Linked DNA regions of Canis lupus: region 2 is linked to region 1. The links are chromatin contacts, called in public Hi-C maps. All regions are on one chromosome and are shown on one strand. Each heading gives the region's core, a stretch centred on a gene start, on an enhancer-like site or on the middle of the called end of the contact. The rest is flanking DNA. Distances are from core to core; before and after follow the strand shown. Region 1 holds the start of ARID2 (AT-rich interactive domain-containing protein 2). Region 2 holds the start of SCAF11 (protein SCAF11).

Region 1 (5,495 bases), core at 1,450-3,949:
GCAGGCGACGCTCCGGGACGACATGGCGGGACGGGCCGGGCCGCGCCGGAGCTGCCGAGCCGCGGCGGCGGCAAGTGCCCCGAGCAGCCGGCCGCCGCTCTCCCTTCTCCCCTTAGTTACAGTTACCCCGGCGGCTGCTGGCGCTTCCTTCGAGACAATGAAAATAGTAAAAACAAAACAAAACAAAAAGCGTGGAGGGAAGAGACGTCGCGGACATTTTCCGTCGAACGCGGAAACTCGTTTCCCCTCGGCTCCAGCCCTTGAGCAGAATCTCCAAACTCCGATTGCATCCTCAGCCGAGGTATTCCATGTTGACAGATCTCTCGCCTCCCACAAAATGGGGCCGAGGAGGCGGCCGCTGTCTCCTCTATGGGCGCCGCCATTTTGTGAGGCGGCGGCGGCGGCGCGGCGGCAGCGGCCCGGGGTGTGTGTAATGGTTGAATAGAATGACCCCCTCTAGGGAATCCCCGGCGCTGACAGTTACGTAAGGGGCTGTGCGCAAGTGCGGCGTTTAGGGAATCCGCACAGCCCCGGCCACGCAGCTCTGCGGCCCACATCTCCACCACCCCTAAGAGGACCGGTGGGGGGAAGGGACAGATGACCTGGCCTCCCTCCTACCCCGCCCCCTCCCTCCCTCCCTCCCTCCCCCCCGCCCCCCCAGCCAGCCCGGGCCCGGCTCCTCCACTCCCCCAGCCGGGTCTCCGCCTTTCCCCGGCTTCCGTGACACTCACTGGCCCTCGGGTGTCAGGAACTTCCTAGCCACAGCCTCATTCCAATCCCCGTTGAAGACACAAACTTTACTTGGGAAATAAATCCGTTTCCTAGAGTGAGCACCGGAAGCACGCTGGGCTGTATTACATAATTTTTTTTTTTTTTATTCCCCCACCACCGCCGAATAAATGTTCCCATTGGAACCACTACCTGAAATGATCATCCTCCAGACCTTTATAAGCCTGTGACCTTGGGGTTACTCGGTGACTTTGCCCGTAGTGGCCATCGCTAAAATGGGAATGAGGAGACGCCTCCCGTTACAGCGAAGCCTCATTACCATTCGTGGCGAGGAGCCGACACCCCCTTGTAAATGCAAACTTAGGTGGGAGTATTTGTTGAGCTGATTAGCCTCCCTTTAAGCAGCCTTTTTCTTATTAACCTTCAGCGTTTTCTTTTTTTTTTTTTAACACGGGGATGGCTTTTGAGACGTTTGGAAGCAAGGGGGCACCAGGTCTTGCTATGTATTTATAAGCGCATCTATCTTGAAGGCACCTTAACGCGAAAATATAAAACGTTAATTATCGTCCAAGTTCAGAAGGTTGGCTCCCGAGCCGGTTTAATTACTGTTTTTGCATAACTCAGCATAAAATAATCTAGTTTGATAGGTGAAAGCGACCAGAGAGGCAAGACGACGTGGGCATCCGTGTATTTCCAGGAGAACTAGGACACACACACACACACACACACACACACACACACACACAGTTCCCATCGTATTTGATTTCCAGTTCGCTCAAGTTAGTTTGTGGATAATTCATGGAAAATGTGCTAATCAGGCCCCAAAATACTAGCACAAGGCTCGGAAACGCCGATTCCCTTAGACCCTCAAAAAAAAAAAAAAAAAAAAAAGGACTTTATTCGGATCCGTGAAGGATGCGTAGCGGCAGGAGCTGCCCCTCGGAGCTTCCCTTGCCCGCCGAGCGCCAGGCCGGTGCTGGGTGCTGCGGGGCCGGCGGGGACCCCGGGGCGGCCCTGGCAACAGCCGGGCCGGGGACGCGAACATCGCCTCCACCCCTAACCCTGGAACAACCGGTAGTGGCCGTTTCCCCGCGCCGCCCCCCTTTCCGCCGGCTTTGTGTGCGTGTGAAATGTGCGGCACATTGCAGATGAACCCTAAGCCCGGCGAGCCGAGTCTATTGTTCCCCGCGAGGAGCTGCCGGGGCGGTGTGGAGCCGGGCGCAGTGCCGCGGCCGGCCCTCGGGGGTCGCTGTGCGGCGCTGGCTGCCCGGCCGTGGCGGCGGCGGCGGCGGCGGCGGCGGCGGCGCTGGCGGCGGCGGCAGAGAGCGAGGCTGGCGGGGAAGGAAGCGGGCGGGCGGCGCGCAGCGGCTCGGCCGCCGCCGGTGCTTTCTGCCCGGGGACGCCCCGGCCGCCGCGGCCCAGGCCGCGCGTGAATGTGTGCGAGGGCCCCGCGGAGCCGCGGCCGGAATACACGCTGTCACCCCTCTCTCCACAAACCACCACACAGACCTCCCCCTCCCCACCCCCAGCCCCGCCTGCCCCAGCCCCGCCGCCGCCGCCGCCGCCGCCGCCGAAACTCCGGGCCTCCGGCCGCTCACCGTCGGCTCGCCCGGCCCCTCGCCCGCCCGCGCGCCCCCGGCAGCAGCCCCATGTTGAATCGCGTCCGCAGGCCGAGCCGCCTGGGCCGGCGGCGCTGAGAGGCGGGCGAGAGCCGGGCCGCGGGGAGGGAGGGAGGGAGGGAGGGAAGGAAGGGGTGGGGGCCGCGCTCGCCCCGCGGCTTCGCGCCGATCCGGCAGTCGCCTGCCCCTCTAGTTTCGCTCCGATTTCTTTAAACTTTTTTAGAAATTCCCCTCCCTCCTTCCCTCCTCTCCCCCCGGCCTCCGGCTCCCTCCTTCCCCTCCTCCTCCTCCTCCTCCCCCTCCCTCCCTCCCTCCCTGCGCCGCCGCCGCCGCCGCCGCCGCCGCCGCCGCCGCCGCCGCCGCCACCGCCGGCCCATGACTGAGCCCCGCCGCCGCCGCCGGCCGAGGAATGGGCTCCGGGCTCTGGTAGGACGCGCGGGGAGCGGGGGCCGCTTTTAAGACGCCGATCCGGGTTTTTTTTGAAACCTCCTTTGCAAAAATAATGGCAAACTCGACGGGGAAGGCGCCTCCGGACGAGCGGAGAAAGGGACTCGCTTTCCTGGACGAGCTGCGGCAGTTCCACCACAGCAGAGGGTGAGCGCAGAGCCGGGGGGGCAGCGCCGGGGCGAGCCGGGGCGAACGGGGCTCTCCCGCCCGGGCCGGGCGCGGGGTCCCGGCTGACAAGTGCGGGGCTTTCTCTCTCTCTCTCGCTCTCTCTCGCTCTCCTCTCGCTCTCCTCTCCTCTCTCTCTCTCTCTCTCTCTCTCGTCTCCTCTCCCGCAGGTCGCCTTTTAAAAAAATCCCTGCGGTGGGTGGGAAGGAGCTGGATCTTCACGGTCTCTACACCAGAGTCACTACTTTAGGCGGATTCGCGAAGGTGAGTGGAAGTTTTAATTCGTATTTCCCTCTCGCTGGCCTGCTCCGAAAAGTCTCCTTTGACCCCGGAGTGGGCGCTCGGGGCCCGGGGCGGGGGGGGCCCGGTGGCCCGCGGGGGCAAAAGGCGTTCTCGGCGCTCGCAGCCGGTGGCACGGAGGCGGCCGGGCGGCGGGGCTGTTTTTTTGGCCTGGTGGCTCGCGTGCGCGCGGCGGGGCGGCGGGGCTCGGGCGGGCGGGCGGCCCGGCGCCGGCTCGCGCCCTGCCCGCCGCCCGCCCGCCCGCCCGCCCGGCCGGCCGGCCCGGCGGGGTCCGAGCGCCGCGGCGGGGAGCGCGGGCGTGCAGGGGGCGCCCGCCCGAGCCCCGCCGCCCGGCCGAGCCCCGCCGCCCCGCGCCCGCCCGCCCGCCCGCCCGCCCGCGCGCCCGCCCGCCCGCTCGCTCGCGAGTCGGCTCCGCCGCGGCTGCCGCTCTAGCACAGGCGGAGACACAGAGACACACAGACTCTGAGAGCAGTTTTCGTGCAACTCAAAATTAGCGCGGGCAGGTTTCACATCGATAATCGGCCGCCAAATGATCCCGGCGGCCGGGGGCACAGCCTCGGCCCCGTCGCCCTCGGTTTATACGGCTAACAAAAGAAACCAGGACCTGTCTCCAAATAGCCATCTTAGGCTTCAAGGCTAGGCAGAAGCTGTAGGCCTCAAAGAAGGGCCTATGGAGATGGAGAGATGTGGGAGAGGGATCGGGAGCGGCCCCGGGCCCGGCCCCCCCCCCGGAACCCGCCGACGTCGCTGTCCGGAACAGTATTGATCCTTTTGAACTTTTTTTTTTTTTTTTTTTTAGTGTAAACGGACCGCGTTGAGATTTAAAAGGGGGCGACAGAGGGACTTGCGATTGGTTATTGTCCGGGCTTCAAAAACAAAACAAACCCACCAGTCTCCCCCACACACCCCCTCCCGGGCCCCCCGCCGCCGCCGCCCCCCCCCCCCCCAAACAAAACAAGTGCTATTAAATACAGGGCTCTCGGGTGAAAACACAGTGATTCGAGCCCCCCCCCCCCCCACACACACACTCCCTTGCTTAGTTCTCCTCACGGATCGATCCCAAACACCCACTGATGCCCGAGGTGGTGTATCCTCAGATCTCTGTAGAATGGGTATTTATTTCACGGTTAGGCTGCAGTCTCCCTGGACGGTGCACTCTCAGACAAGTGTGGCTGTGTTTTTAACAGGTTTCTGAGAAGAATCAGTGGGGAGAAATTGTTGAAGAGTTCAACTTTCCCAGAAGTTGTTCTAACGCTGCCTTTGCTTTAAAACAGTATTACTTGCGGTGAGTAGTAGTGACTCTTGCACAGTATTTGGAACTGAGGGACTCAAGGGGAGATTTGTGGGTGTTTTTTTTGTTGTTGTTGTTGTTGTTGTTTGTTTGTTTGTTTTTTGGTGGTGGTGGTAGGGATAAGCCCCCCACTCCCCCCAAACAAACCTTGCACACCAGTTTCTAAACTTGTCTTCATCTTTTCAGTCCGACAAACATCAAATATCCATAAAGTGAGGTTGTATAGGAAGGTGAAAGTTTTCCTCGCCTATTTTAGGACTGTTTACATTTTTCATACGGGATCATTACAGGTGACACCCCACCTCCCATCTTGGTAAACGTTCTTTTGTGACATTGTTATTGATTGGTTGATATCCACGGAGGGGCAGAGAGGTGATGCTTAGTAAAAGAGTTAAGATAGTTAATGAAACTTTGTATCCCCTGGGAAAATTTTTGCTTGGCTTCGGAAACTCCTTTGCCTTTTAAAATCCTCACTTTAAGATTCTCAAACAAAACAAAAATGATACCTCTTGCATGGAACCGTGTAACAGAGTAGTTTTTCAGTAGAATATTTACACACAGCATAGCATGTTTGGTGCCTTAGGTGACCAGGATTCTTTTTAGAATAAGTTCTTTGGGATTTTTGAGTGACTTAAAAACGTTCAGAAGGATTATTATATATGTAGGAAGATTAAGGATACTATGAAATGGAATACTATGATTTGGATTTTCTTTCATTCTCTCCCTCCTTTTTTGACAGTCTTTGACAAAGTAAGTTTCTTAGTTGATGTGTGGTACGCTTTAGATATTGTATTTTCTGATTAAGCTTTATTTTTTCCTTTTTCTGCTAAGAATATTTTCATATTGTAACCTATTATGAGGTCATCTTTTATTTTTAATGCTTGCTTACTCATAGAGGGTCTTTAGGTGGTGGTGGTGATTTAAAACTCAGAGGGTGCTCTTCG
Region 2 (5,495 bases), core at 1,814-4,313, 260 kb after region 1:
ATTTGGGGACAAAACAATGGCCCAAACTGACAAACCCTGTTCTCACAGAACTTTCATTAAAGTGAAGAAGAAATACAATAAACTTAAGATAGTAAATTATACAGTATGTTAGAAAGTGATAAATGCTATGTAGAAAATGTGGCTTAAAAAGTGGTAGGAAATGCGGGAGGAAGGTTTGGTTTTGACAGAGCAGTCAGAGAAAACTTATGTAGGAGAGTAGAAGTCAGTTGGACAAAGAATGAGGTAATCAAGTCGAGAGAGGAAGACGAGACTCAAAACACTCACAGCCTGGTAAACCATGGACTTGGATTTTACTATGAGAAGGGAAGCCAGTTAAGAAGAAAAGTAACATGATTTGACAAATTTCATCAGGATCACTCTGGCAGTTGAGCGTAAAAGACCATATAGGTAAGCAAAGGTCATAGTGAGACTTTTTAGGAAACTATTTTGCAAGTAAGAGAGGATGGTACTGTTTTCACATTTTACAGTAGAACCATATCTGCCTAAGTACTAGAATTAACAAATCTACGACTTTTAAAGAAAGACAACAATGACAATACAAAAATGAGTCTTGGTAATAATACCAAGAGAATACTAGGTATTTTAACTCTGAGCCCTACTCAGTGCTACTACCAGTTAGAATACAGATGCAAGATAAGGTGCAAACCTGCTAATTTATTCTTTCAGATAGAGAGTATAACTAAGAATTTAGGTTTGAAGCTTCTTTATTTCAGTGGGCAAGGTAAGTCAAGATCCAACACACATCACTTAAAGGTAAGGGTAGATGATGATGGTAGAGCTTGCAAAAGGGAAGTTAAAATGAAAATCATTCTAAGGCTGAGATTTTATTACCTCTATCTCTGCCACTCTCTTTAGTTAGGCTTTATAATTATCTCATTGGTGTATCTAAAAAGCTCAGTGTTAAGTCGGTGAGTAGTAGTGTACTCTCCTACTATTAAAACATGCTACTAATGGTGAATCAACATCAGCCAACTGCACGGTTTCCTCCTATAACAGCACAGCTTTTCAGGAAAATTGCCTAAACACAGGCTAGTGCCCAAAAAATAATGGGGAAGCTGGGTGACCCCTGAAGAGTTTCAGTCTTAACTCATGGATCCCACTGCCATTACCTAAAGACGTGACAAAACAAATCACGCTTAAAGTTTTCTCCATTACACGTTTCAGGCAGGCAATATATTTACCAACAATTTTCTCTTTGCCTCTACAGTTTTATTCCCCCTTGACATATCGAAAAATGTTTTTACAGCGTGAGTACACTGGAAGTAAGCAAACATCCTAATCTTATCCGACCAAAATCTTAAAATGTACTCAAAATCCTTTAAAAAAAAAAAAAAAAAAAAAAAAGCATACTCAAACTCTCAGGCAGAAAGGTCACCATCTGAACGTACACTGATTAATATACTTGCACCAAAAAAAAAAATTATAATGAAAAAGTGCAGCTACAGTTGAGAATAACTTTAAAAACTCCTATGGCATAAACTAAGCATATAAAAAGTAAATTCAGATTATCTTCCAGAGAAGAGTATAAAACAAACTCAAAGCCAATGCCAAATCTTTATCTGCTCAATCAATCAAAGCAACAAAAATTAAAATCCCACAAACTTCTTTACTGCAGCTTTTAACCAACGGCCAAAAAAAAGAAAAAAAAAAAAGGGGGGGGGGGGACGATTTAAGGCAACTGCCAAAAAAACAGGAAAGAGAAAGCGGCGGTCTAGAGATTTGAACCTTATCAAAATTGTAATACAATTAATTACCAATAAAAACAAACAACAACACAAAAACCACCAGTTACTGAAGAATGTTTCGCGTCCCATATTCTGAGGGAAGGAGCCACATGCTTGAATTAAGTTTCTAGAATGAAAACTGCATCTCTTCCTTCATTAGGCTTTTCCTGATTTTCCAGTGGGGGATTAAAAAAAAAAAAAAAATTCCCCACAATGGGAAAACCTAAGGCCAGCGTCCACCGGCCAAACCTTAAGGACCTCCTGAGCAGTTTCCCCCTAAACCCCTCGGCTCACGGAGGGCGTGCGGGGACGTTAGCTGCTAACACGGCCCGGGATTAAGGAAGACCGCGCGGTGTGGACGCTACGAAAATCCTCCACAGAAACCCGCTGAGGGGGGGCGGGGGTGGGGGGGGGAACTCTCACGATTTCAACACTTCCATCTGTATTCTAACCCGACTACTTCAACCGGGCGTTTACTTCCAAAGCAGGTTTTCCAAAATACGTGAGGGGGGGGAGGGGCCGGACGGCCCGCGCGATCCCCAAAGAAACGGGATCCCGGTAGGTGCGAGCGAGGAAGGGAGGGCGACGCATCCGGAGAAGTTCAGATCCGGCCCTTTTGTTGTCAGCCCAGGAAACGGGCTGAAAAGTCGAGGGGGTGGGGGTGGGGGTGGGGGTGGGGGGAGAAGAGTTTGAAATTCGGGGCGGGGGGGGGGGGGGGGGGGGGAGCGCGGCCGCCTCGCCCGCCGCCTCGGCCCGTCCGCGCGGAGGTCACGGCGCCGTGAAGTTTGGTCTCACGCGCGGGCCGGGACGCGGCTGACAAAAGCCAAGTCTCCCAAGTCTCCCAAGTCGGGGGGGCGGGCGTCGCGGCGCCGCGGGCAGCCTCCGCGGGCTCGGGCGGCGGGCGCGGGCCAGGCCCCGGCCCCGGGGTGCGGACGGCGCGGCGGCCGGAGCGGGGCCTCCCGGCGGGGCGGCGGCGACCAAGGGGCCCCCCCCGCCTCCACAGGCGGCTCCAACTTTCCTCCCGGCGCGCGACGCCGCCTGGGCCGCGCGCAACCCGCAAACTTCGCGCGCCCGCCCGCCCCCCGCCCGCCGGAGCCCGCCCGCCCCCGCGGCCGGCCCGCGTTTACCTCAGGCCGAGGTGGAGGCGCTCGCTCCGGCGGGTCCCCGTCACGACGCCAAGTTCCCCAACATGGACTCCGCGGCCCGCTCGGAGTTGTCGCCGGGGGCGCCGGGTCGGGAGGCGGCGAGAGCGGCCCCGGGCTGCGCTGCTCCGCGCGACTTGCGCCACCGCTGCTCCCCCTCCCCCCGCCTTGTCTGGCCTCCTCCCTCCCCTCCCCTCCCCTCCCCTCCCCGCGCGTGCCCTCCCCCTCCTCCCTCCTCCCCCCTCCCCTCCGCTCAGCCGCGCCGCCACATGTCGGCGCGCTACGGTGACGACGGCGGCCGCGGCGGCGGCGGCGGCGGCGGCGGCGGCGGCCCAACCCGCCGCGCTCCCTGCCTCGCTCGCTGGGCCCCCGCGCGCGGCGCTGCAACGCTCCACCGGACCACTGGGGGGCGCCGGCAAACCACCCTTAGCGTCTCAGGAACGTGGCGGGCGGAGTGACGTCACGCGGCCTGTGAGCGGGAGGGAGAAGGGCGGCGAGCGGCGCGGGCTTCTGGGAAACGTCTCGCGCGCGCTGTCATCCTCCCTCCCCCGCCCCCTCCCCGCTGCGGACTGTGCGCAGGCGCCGTGAGGGAGGCGCTGCTCGGGCGGCGGACAATGCAGGCGGCCCCTGGGGGCCTGGGCGCGAGGTGGTTTGCGTGGCGCTTGCCGCCCTGTCGTTATGGTAACCGGGTAGCGGAGAGCGTCCTTCGGCTGCTGGGAGGTGGGGCGAGTCCTGCTCACCTGAGACACGCCCTCCGGGGAGGTGGGCGTGCGGGAGACTTGGAGCCCCCCTCCCCCGGCCTCCTCCTTCCCTCCCGGCGGGCGTTTAAAAGGTGCGGGGGGGACAGGTTCCCCCCGGGCCCCCCGGGCCCCCCGAGCCTACGCGCGACCGCGCGTCTTATTTCCAACAACAAAGAAACTTGCTGATGATTAACTTGGAGGCGGGCCGTGCGCTCCGGGCCCCGCAGGGCGACAGGTCGGCCGCCGCGACGGGAGCAGGTGCGCCTCGTGGATCCCCCGCCGGGGCCTGGGAGCCGCGGCCTCACCCTCGCACCGGCGGCTATTTTCAAAGCTCCGGACTCTTCAACCTCGTGGTTGTCCCTCCGGGCGGCGTCTGCGCGCGCCCGAGCGCCCTCCCCGCGCCCTCCCCGCGCCCTCCCCGCGCCCTCCCCGCGCCCTCCCCGCGCCTTCCCCGCGCCCTCCCCGCGCCCGCCGCCTCTTGGCGCAGGCGGCAGCCCCGCGGGGCGGAGCCCAGGAGCCGGGCCGGCCAGCTGCGCCGCGCGTCCCTAACCCCGCTCGCTCGCTGCCCGGCTCCGCTGCGCCGCTCCCCCGGCAGGCGCCCTCCCCCCGCGCACCCCCCGCGGACGTCTCGCTGCCCGCCTCACCACCCCACTGTGGGCCCGGGGACAGCGTCTCCCTTTGATAACAACCGCTCCTGGCCCAGGGCCTGTCACTCCATGAAAACTCGACAAGGAGTTGCTGGAGGAGTGTGTGAACGGCAGCCTTGTCCCTATCTCAAAGTCTCGGGGGGTTCACGTTGTGCAGTTTTTTTGATACGAGGTGTGGGGCTTCCGATGGGCTTTGCTGTGTTTGGAAAATGTGAAGGAATCGCGATCTAGAGGAGTTCACTTCCCCCCCCCTCCCCCCCCCCCCCCCCCGGAAGAACAAAATTTTTATGAAACGTCTTTCCCTGTCACTCTCAGAGGGAAGAATGCCCTAAAATTACAAGGTCAACGAGGACAGTGACGAGCCCTCCCAACAGAATGAGTGTAGCTTTGTCGTGTATAGAGGATAGGACCTCCAGGAGTGTAGCTTCAGGTGGAGGCTAACGGGGCAACGTTCTCCTGTAGGTATTTTACGTGAAAATCTATTTATTTGTTTAAAAAAAGTAGTCCTTGGGGATCCCTGGGTGGCGCAGCGGTTTGGCGCCTGCCTTTGGCCCAGGGCGCGATCCTGGAGACCCGGGATCTAATCCCACGTCGGGCTCCCGGTGCATGGAGCCTGCTTCTCCCTCTGCCTGTGTCTCTGCCTCTCTCTCTCTCTGTCTATCATGAATAAATAAACAAAAAAATAAATAAATAAATAAAGTAGTCCTTAAAATTCAATTAAAGGTCAAACGATCATATCTGCCAATAGAAAACCATAATTTCGGGATCTCTGGGTGGCGCAGCGGTTTGGCGCCTGCCTTCGGCCCAGGGTGTGATCCTGGAGACCCGGGATCGAATCCCACATCGGGCTCCCGGTGCATGGAGCCTGCTTCTCCCTCTGCCTATGTCTCTGCCTCTCTCTCTCTCTCTCTCTCTCTCTCTCTCTCTCTCTCTCTCTCTCTCTCTCTGTGACTATCATAAATAAATAAAAAAATTAAAAAAAAAAAACCATAATTTCGGGATCCCTGGGTGGCCCAGCAGTTTAGTGCCGCCTGCAGCCCAGGGCGTGATCCTGGAGACCATCGGGCTCCCTGCATGGAGCCTGCTTCTCTCTCTGCTTGTGTCCCTGCCTCTCTCTGTGTGTCTCTCATGAATAAGTAAATAAAATCCTTTAAAAAAAAAAAACTATAATTCTAAAAAAGACCATACCATTTCCACAAAACTAAACAATGGGAATACCCC

The links. Hi-C and Micro-C count contacts between places; a contact is called where the count stands out from the background.
Region 2: a contact with region 1 is called in a Hi-C map of blood, with 2.3 times the contacts expected there. The contact joins the promoter of SCAF11 here to the promoter of ARID2 in region 1. A contact is called at or near these places in 2 of 9 Hi-C or Micro-C datasets (amygdala and blood).

Annotation. Positions count from the first base shown.
Region 1 is chr27:37,969,239-37,974,733 of UU_Cfam_GSD_1.0, forward strand. ARID2 (AT-rich interactive domain-containing protein 2) reads left to right here and starts at 2,700. Exons shown (of 21, transcript XM_038577418.1): 1 at 2,700-2,942; 2 at 3,131-3,224; 3 at 4,448-4,545. The coding sequence starts at 2,851.
Region 2 is chr27:38,225,374-38,230,868 of UU_Cfam_GSD_1.0, forward strand. SCAF11 (protein SCAF11) reads right to left here and starts at 3,064. Exons shown (of 16, transcript XM_038577424.1): 1 at 2,873-3,064.